Regions from separate parts of the Mus musculus genome. Here region 2 is linked to region 1. A link is a contact called in public HiChIP or PLAC-seq data. All regions are on one chromosome and are shown on one strand. The core of a region is the stretch at or near the end of the contact, and the rest is flanking DNA. Distances in the headings are between cores, read along the strand shown.

The links. HiChIP or PLAC-seq counts read pairs in DNA pulled down with a chosen protein or histone mark.
Region 2: a contact with region 1 is called in an H3K27ac HiChIP or PLAC-seq map of microglia, with 8 times the contacts expected there. The contact joins two enhancer-like sites.

What each region holds. Positions count from the first base shown.
Region 1 is chr4:3,480,347-3,484,220 of GRCm38.p6, reverse strand. No RefSeq gene overlaps it. Among named protein-coding and RNA genes, the nearest start is that of Mir3471-2, 55 kb to the left of the region's middle. Within about 2 kb of position 1,945, at least 5 of the 459 cell types and tissues checked have an H3K27ac peak or open chromatin away from gene starts, as enhancers often do. A contact at or near this core is called in microglia, where this site is marked.
Region 2 is chr4:3,778,170-3,782,043 of GRCm38.p6, reverse strand. Lyn (LYN proto-oncogene, Src family tyrosine kinase) reads right to left here. Exons shown (of 13, transcript NM_001111096.1): 11 at 978-1,131. Among named protein-coding and RNA genes, the nearest start is that of Gm22781, 16 kb to the left of the region's middle. Within about 2 kb of position 2,088, at least 22 of the 459 cell types and tissues checked have an H3K27ac peak or open chromatin away from gene starts, as enhancers often do. A contact at or near this core is called in microglia, where this site is marked.

The DNA.
Region 1 (3,874 bases), core at 696-3,195:
GCTCCCCAATGATAATTTGTCTGGTTAGCAGCGTGCTGTCCCTGACCTGTAAGTAATTCAAAAGTCCACATTCTTTGGTCCCCTTCCATGGTGGCATTAGCCCTTGCCTGCGTCTGGCAGAAATCCTGCCATAATGCTTTCCACTCAAGATACATCCCCATATTTGGAACCACAGCTTTTACCACCGTTGTCCAATCTCCAGGAGTCATTGCCAAAGCCGCAAGCCTTTTGACTTGTGCTATAGTGAAATTGGCGCTGACTCCATAGTTACGGACAGACTCGGCAAGCTCCTTAATCTGTATATACTCCACCGGAGTGTGAACTTGCCCTCCCTCGGCTCCTTCAAAGACTGGAAATGCCTGTTGCATTTTCCTCTGTTCCTCTTTTGGAATGAATGAGTCTGAATGATACCTCTGCACATAAGGCGGACGTGCACTAGGACCCTGAAGCCTACAGTCCAGAGGCCGAGCAGCAAGCTGGCTTTCGCCAGCTGCTTTTGGCCTTTTTCTGGACTGATTAGCTTGCATTTTATCTTGCTGGTACCTTTCTCCCTCATAATGAGCTTCTTCCTCCTCCAAGTCCGTTTCCTCAGAGGGTCTAAGTCCCTCATCTGATTCTGAGCTACTAAGAGCTAGCTGCTTAAACTCATCTAGTGGTGGGTATAGGTTCCTTCTCCTAGGGACCTCCACTGATTGATCTTTCTTCATCTCTTTTTTCTTCTCCTTCCTTCCAAACTCACCCTGAGTATTCTTTCTCGACATTATCTTTTCCTCGGGCTCAAGGTCCATGGAAAGGCCTGTATGCTTAATTGATACACCATGTGTCCATTTTGCTCCTAATCTCTCTCCCCGCTCTACCTCTGATAGACTGTCTTGAATTTCTTCCAGAATTCTCTGCCCTGCCTTAACCACTTGTTGGCATTCCTTGTCCTTTAAGCATGATCTTCTCAGCTTCCACAACGGCATGGTTCCTGCTTTAAGTTTGCCATTCTCTAGTTCCCTAACTAAATCTCCCTTGAGTTTCTCCCAAGAGGGGATAGTTAAGGACCCTGAGCACTCAAACCACGGTGCTGTGCGATCTACCTCTTTTACAAAGCCTTCTAGTGTCTTGGTGGCGACTTTCAAGCCACGCTGCTTCAGGACCGACTATAAGGCAGTCACCACAGAGTGGGAGATTCCCATACTGGTCGCTGTCCAGGCCTGACCGCGACTGAGAACCAGTCAGTAGTTCCAGTGGTGGAAGCAAAACAAAACCGAAAGGGAAGGAATAATCGCTGTGAAAACAATCAAAAGGGCATCTAATTCTGGAGAAATTTCAAGACTGTATGTACCTTGTAGAGCTGTAAAGTATCCCGTAGTTCTGAACCTGCCCCGTGAAACAGGGGGTCTCCTATCAGCGCTTGGTGATGATAAATTCCCGGGTTTCTTGGAGCCACTTCTTGCCTGAGCTAGTATCTCGCCAGCAAGAATTCACTTGGACAACCAGATCCTTCTAGGGCAATGCTTTTATTGCTTCAACATAAGGAAGACCCCGAACTCAGAAAATGGTGCTGCTTATATAGCCTGCAGCGTGACGTTACAGCACCTGATGTGGCATGACAGCACCTGATTAGTTGCTCATCCATCACCCCATTACTACGCCCCGAGATGGGCAATGACTGGGCGTGAATTCACTCTTGCACTTGAGCATAAGGCTTGTTTACTAGTTAGGCGCAGTGGAAGCCAGCACCATCTTATAATGGCGATTGCTCACAGCACAGCTCTTCACACACTCTTTCATCAATCACTAATTTAAAAAGTGGCCCACAGGCTTGCCTACAGGCCAATCTGATGGGAACACTTCTTCAATTCAGGTTTTCTCTTTCTAAAAGACACTGGCTTGTGTCAAGCTGACCTAAAACTTGGCCAGCACCCATAAATCTCAGACAGAGAATTGGCTGACAGCTCTTCTTTCTCCTCTCTCCTCAGCTTCCTTCTTTCCAAGTTTCACTGTGTAGGCAGGCCAACTAGAGGTGTTTCTCTTCTCTCCCGGCCCCCTCTCATCCTCTTCCTTCTTTCTCTTTTCTTCCCTATTCTTTGATTTTCAAATGTGGTGATTAAATAGGAGCTTGAAGATGGCTTGGTATGTACATCGTTTGCCACACAAACAGGAAAATGAGTTCAAATCTCCCAGTCCCATGTAAAGCTGAGGTGGAAGGCAAGGACACCTGAGCTTTCCCTGTGACCTCTACATGTGTTGTATGGCATGTCTATGCCCTGTCCCCATACACATCAGACACATACACAATTGTGGTTAAAATATACATAGCATCAAATGCAGCAGTTTAGCCATATTCAGCACTATCAGCAACATTAAGTGCATTCACAGTTGGAAAACCAAAAGCACTTTCAGAGCCAGCTTCCCCCATTGCCCTCTCCATGACCCCTGGCGGTACCCTTCTGTGATCCTCTATTACTCATCTTTCTAAGTCTGCACACTGTCTGTATCTCACCACCTTTCATGCCTGACAACTCTTCTCCATGAGTTCCAACTGGACCTGGAGCAGTGGTCCACAGCACCCTCCTCCTCCTCAGCTCTGCAGCTCACAAATGCTTCCTGAGCTCAGCACCTTTCCCAAATTTTCCTTCATGGCAGATGCTGTCCTTTGCCTCATGCCCACATTCTTGCTAACATCTGTCCTCCCACCTGAACCATTTCCCCTCCTGCCTGCTCCGTGGCTCTCAATAGTCACCTCTGAGCATTTCTTCCATAACATGTACAATATATTTAAATGAGTTCTTGTTTGTGTTCGTATCATCAGTGCATAGAAGAGGTGCTGGGTAAAAACTTGCTGAGTCATTTATTGATCCTTAAATTAGAGCACACCTGTCTTGCTTCACGTAGCTTTGAACTGGTGACTGGAAGAATGTGTGTCACCTTGAAGGTTGTCTGAGGCTCAGGTGTGAACAAAGCATTTTTATGTTCCTCATCTTCTGTGTGTTTATTTCCCTGCACACAATTTGCCTAATCAGTCTAACAAAAGCAAGGGAAGAAGGAAATAGAATGTGAGTATCTGGACTGTTAGAGAAAACAAAGAGTGGCTTTGTATCATATTCCTTGTGGCATAAAGAACACCAGGAAGAGTGAAAAACTATAAATGAACTGGTTGAAACTGCAGCAATGGGGGGAGGGATGCACAGTGGTACAGATGGTTTTTCCTCTCTTGGCCTAAGTCAAGGACTTTCTGGGCCTTTCCCTTGGCACTGAGCACACACCTTGATTCTGGAATTAACATGCTGTAGGAACACTTCTCTACAAAATTATGATTTGTAGGTGGTAGAAATCTCTGCAGCTTCTCCAAGTCTTTTTCATCATTTCCAGGGTCATACCAACTCCTTGTTCCTTTAAGATGATATGTCTACTAGTACACACATGTCTCTTAGCTTAAGTTTTCTTGGTACATTCCTACTCGGTGTGATCCTTTTGTTGACTGTAGACCCTTTGCTTTATCCTGTGAGCCCTAACACCCTTGAAGGCCTCACCCTCAGTCTGTGCTTGCTGTAGTTTTCCTGGGGTCCCTGGATGCTTCCCTCACTGTGACACAGAGCACTGTCTCTAAGCACATTTCCCATTGTTCCCAGCAATCCTCACCTTCAAATTCAGTCCTGTGTCTTCCTTCCTGCCCTCCAGGACTCTGTCTCAATCCTCACTGAGTCCTGGGCAGTAAGAAATGCTCATTGGACCTTTGGTCCTGCTGTGTCTCCAAAGTTCTCATTTTGTTTTAGTGTTGCTCCCTCACACATTATCGGTGCCCACACTTCCTCCATCCTCATAGTCCCTTCTTTCTGCAAACACACACCTCTGTCACACCTTCCTGGTAAAAATCTTTCCTGCC
Region 2 (3,874 bases), core at 839-3,338, 300 kb before region 1:
TTACTATGTCTTTGCATGAGTTTTCTTTTGAAGTGCCTTACTAAAACTGGAAGTCCCTACAAGAGCAATAAAGACAGTTGTGTACACCTGTTGTGTGCTGGAGCGTATCACTGATTCCTGGACTATTGCCAGACAGTCTGGAGCAGTGCTGCATGATGGGAGGACAGAGATGCAGAGACTGAGAGCATCTCCATGTTACCACTTTCTATTTGGTTCAATCCTAACATGTTCCTTATGATCTTTGTACCTTTCTGGTATTTTTCAAAGACTCACTGCTTGCTGGTATCAACAAACCAGTGGACTCGGTTCTTGCTCATGTACTTAGAAGCCGGATTCTCTGGTGCGGATCCAGACTCAGCCCCTTACAGAGTGATCTCTAGAGCTGCAGAACAGCTGAGGTCTGTCATCAGTGGTCTGCAGCATTGAATGAGTGTAACAAACGTCTCTGCAGTTCAGGGAAGCACACATACTTTATTATTGAGAGAAAAAATCTACCTGACAGGCTAAAAAAAAAAAAAAGAATCTTAATTTTGCCAATTCAGTTTTGTTTTAGTTTGACGAATTGAAATACGAGGCTGGATGTACACACCTGTGTAATCCCAGCACTTGGGAAGCTAAGGCAGCAGGATTTAGAGTTTGAGGCCAGCCTGGGTTACACAGCAAGACCGTGCTACCACTCAGTGGTTGAGCTCTTCCCTTGCAAGCACGAGGCCCTAGTCCATTGATCCCCAGTACCAAAGAGTAAAACAACCCCTTATCTAAGAAACAGCGAAGAAGAAAATAGTTGCTACTGTTTATGAATCTTGTTACACAGCAACCCCCTGTCTTGAAGGTAGACGTGAGGACTGTGGGAACAGAGAGAACACTTGGTGGAATTGGGGGTGGAGAAACAGGAGGGCATCAGGCACGGGGGTCAAAGTGTGGAAAGCAGAGCACAAGCCTGCAGTGAGATGGCCTCTGTGGCCCAGCACACATACCTTCCCTTGCTGTGTACTCGTTATCTTCGATGACTCTCGCGAGGCCAAAGTCTGCAATCTTGCACATGAGTGACTCAGAGACCAGGACGTTAGCAGCTCGCAGATCACGGTGGATGTAGTTCTTCCGCTCGATGTACGCCATGCCTTCTGCAATCTGCAAATAGAAGGGGCTCAGGCTTGTATTCTAGATAGGCTGTCATGGTTGGCCATCAAGAAAAACAAAACAAACACAAACACAGAACTTGAGCTTTTGAGATTCTTTCATGTGTATTATTATTCCTGTTGTTCACATTTTTAAGATAGTGCTAAAGTCACCCTTAGAATCCTTTCTAAAATCTGTCCCTAACATCTACAATGATGATAACTTCAAAGAAGGTTTTATTATCTGTATGTCTCTGTGTGTGTTCATATGTGTATGTGTGTGTTTGTGCATCTTTTGTGTGACAGTGTAAACATTGCATGTAGTTGCTCATAGAAGCCAGAAGGGGGCATCAGATCCCCTGGAGCTGGAGTTGCAGGCAGTTGAGAGCAGCCCAACATGAGAACGGGGAACTGAACTTGGGCCCTCTCTAACAGCAGTTTGTGGTCTTAACTACTGAGCTATCTTTTTAGCCCCATGGTAATGGGTTTTGGTTTGGTTTTTTTTTTTTTTTTTTTTTTTTTTTTTTTTTTTTTTCCTTTCTTTCAGTTTTTCGAGACAGGGTTTCTCTGTATAGCCCTGGCTGTCCTGGAACTCACTTTGTAGACCAGGCTAGCCTTGAACTCAGACATCCACCTGCCTCTGCCTCCCAAGTGCTGAGATTAAAGGCATGCGCCACCACTGCCCGGCATAATCTTAGATTCTTAAGTGAGGAAATATATGCTATTCTCTGGATGTTGTAGCCCCCAAATTCATATATTGATACCCTGACCCTCAATATGATCCTTATGTGTTGGCAGTTGTAAAGTAATAAGTCAGGGCATCATGGAAGACTTGGTGTCCTTACACAAGAGACCACAGAGAGCTTCCTGGTCCCTTCCACCTTGGGTAGCCATAGCTGTTAAGGGAGAATGTGTGTGTGTGCATGCATGTGTGCATGCATGTGTGCATGCCTGAGCCAGGAACTGAATGTGCTGGCACTTCCTCCCGGACATCCCTAGAACTCTGAGAAGTAAATGCCTGTTGTGTGAGCCATGCAGTCCATGATGATTTGTGGTAGAAACCAGAACTAAGACAAAAGAAGTGAAGAAATTGAATTTTTAATAATACAAGTTCATTATAAGGCACCAGGACATGAGGGCTGTGCTTGTTAGTAAGACTCACTCTATCAAGATCTTGCTAAGGAAGAGCTGTAGGTCCAGCTCTCCAGAGCCTCTGAGCACAGTCCCTCAAGATGAACTGAATATACTCTGACAACAAAGCAAGGGCATGAGGCAGAATGAAGGATTCCAATAGACAATGACCTCGAGAGAAGAAGGTGCCACTTAGTGCTGGCAGGAAGTGTGGCAGAGCTCTAAAATAAATTAGAGGATTGTTCCACCAAATTACAGTCAAGGATAAGGAATGAAGGTGTGTGTGCATGTGTGCTTGTATGTGTTTATTTGTGTTTGTTTATGTGCATGTTTGTGGTGCGTGTTTGTGTGTGCTTGTGTGTGTGCATGTTTGTGGTGTGTGTTTGTGTTTGCTTGTTTGTGTGCATGTTTGTGATGTGTGTTTGTGTGTGCTTGTGTGTGTGTTTACGTGTGTTTGCTTGTGTGCAGGCTTATGGTGTGTGTGTGTGTGTTTGTGTGTGCTTGTCTGTATGTTTGTGTGTGTGTGTTTAAGAGAGTTAGAAGTCACTTCCAATTAGGATTACTTCTAATAGAGTCCATTGCCCCCCAGATTCTGCCTTAAACTGCAGCAGCTCATCTGGAAGGACCAGACTCCTCCATCACTGTGAGCAGCAGCCTCATTACATCATGCTGTGAAGCCCACTCAAGTCCCTTGCCCTCTACTGCTCAGCAAAGGAGCAGCTCTTTAGCACTTCCTTTCCTTCCAGGCCTCATCCTGGGTCCCCTTCCAGAGTCAACCAAGTCCCACCCTGAACCTTTCTCCTGTTCTACAGTGTTGTTTTGCACAAACACTACTGGCAGCTAAGGGTTGTAGCTTTACCTTTGTTTTTATTCTGTTCAGGTGCTTACTGTTGTCACGGCAACCAGATAATAAACACCTCTAAGACAAAGGCCGCACTGTATATCTTTTCTATTTCACTTTTATCTAGTGCAACTTTGCTGCTGTTACTAATCTCCCTCAGTAAAATGAGCTAAGGTTTTGTTTTTGTTTTAAGATTTATTTATTTATTTTATATATCATGCCTCAGTTATTCTTACTGCGCTGACACACCAACCTTAGGCAAACTTACTAAAGCCAAAGAAAGTGGAAGAGTGCAGAGCGTGCTGGGACTAAGCAGAAGAATGGGCCAAGCAGTTGTTACACAACTGGATGGAATGTTTGGCTTAAGGAGACAGAGAGATCCCTTGCTGAAATGAGCCAGAGGCAGGTTCTAGAGCCCCAGCGGGATACAAACAACTGTGTGGTCATTACTGATGGTCTCTGAGCCCGTTTCCAGTCCTCCTTAGTTATTGCCTTTTTGAAATGCTGGTCACACCTAGCTAACAGTCTAATAATTATATAGACCCTGGGCACGGCATGCAAAGAAGCTGAGGCTGGAAATAATCCCAACTTAGGCCTAAACTCAGTTAACTAGAAACCTGTGTGGGAAACACAGATACAAGCATCACAGACAGCAAGGGCTCATGCTCTGCCATGGATTCCCAGGGTCAGCTCATTGAAGAACATTCCAAGAACTTGCTAGGAGGGCTCCACACACACCTACTCAAGCTAGGCACCTGTTGAAAGCGTTTGGAGGCGATTCTCT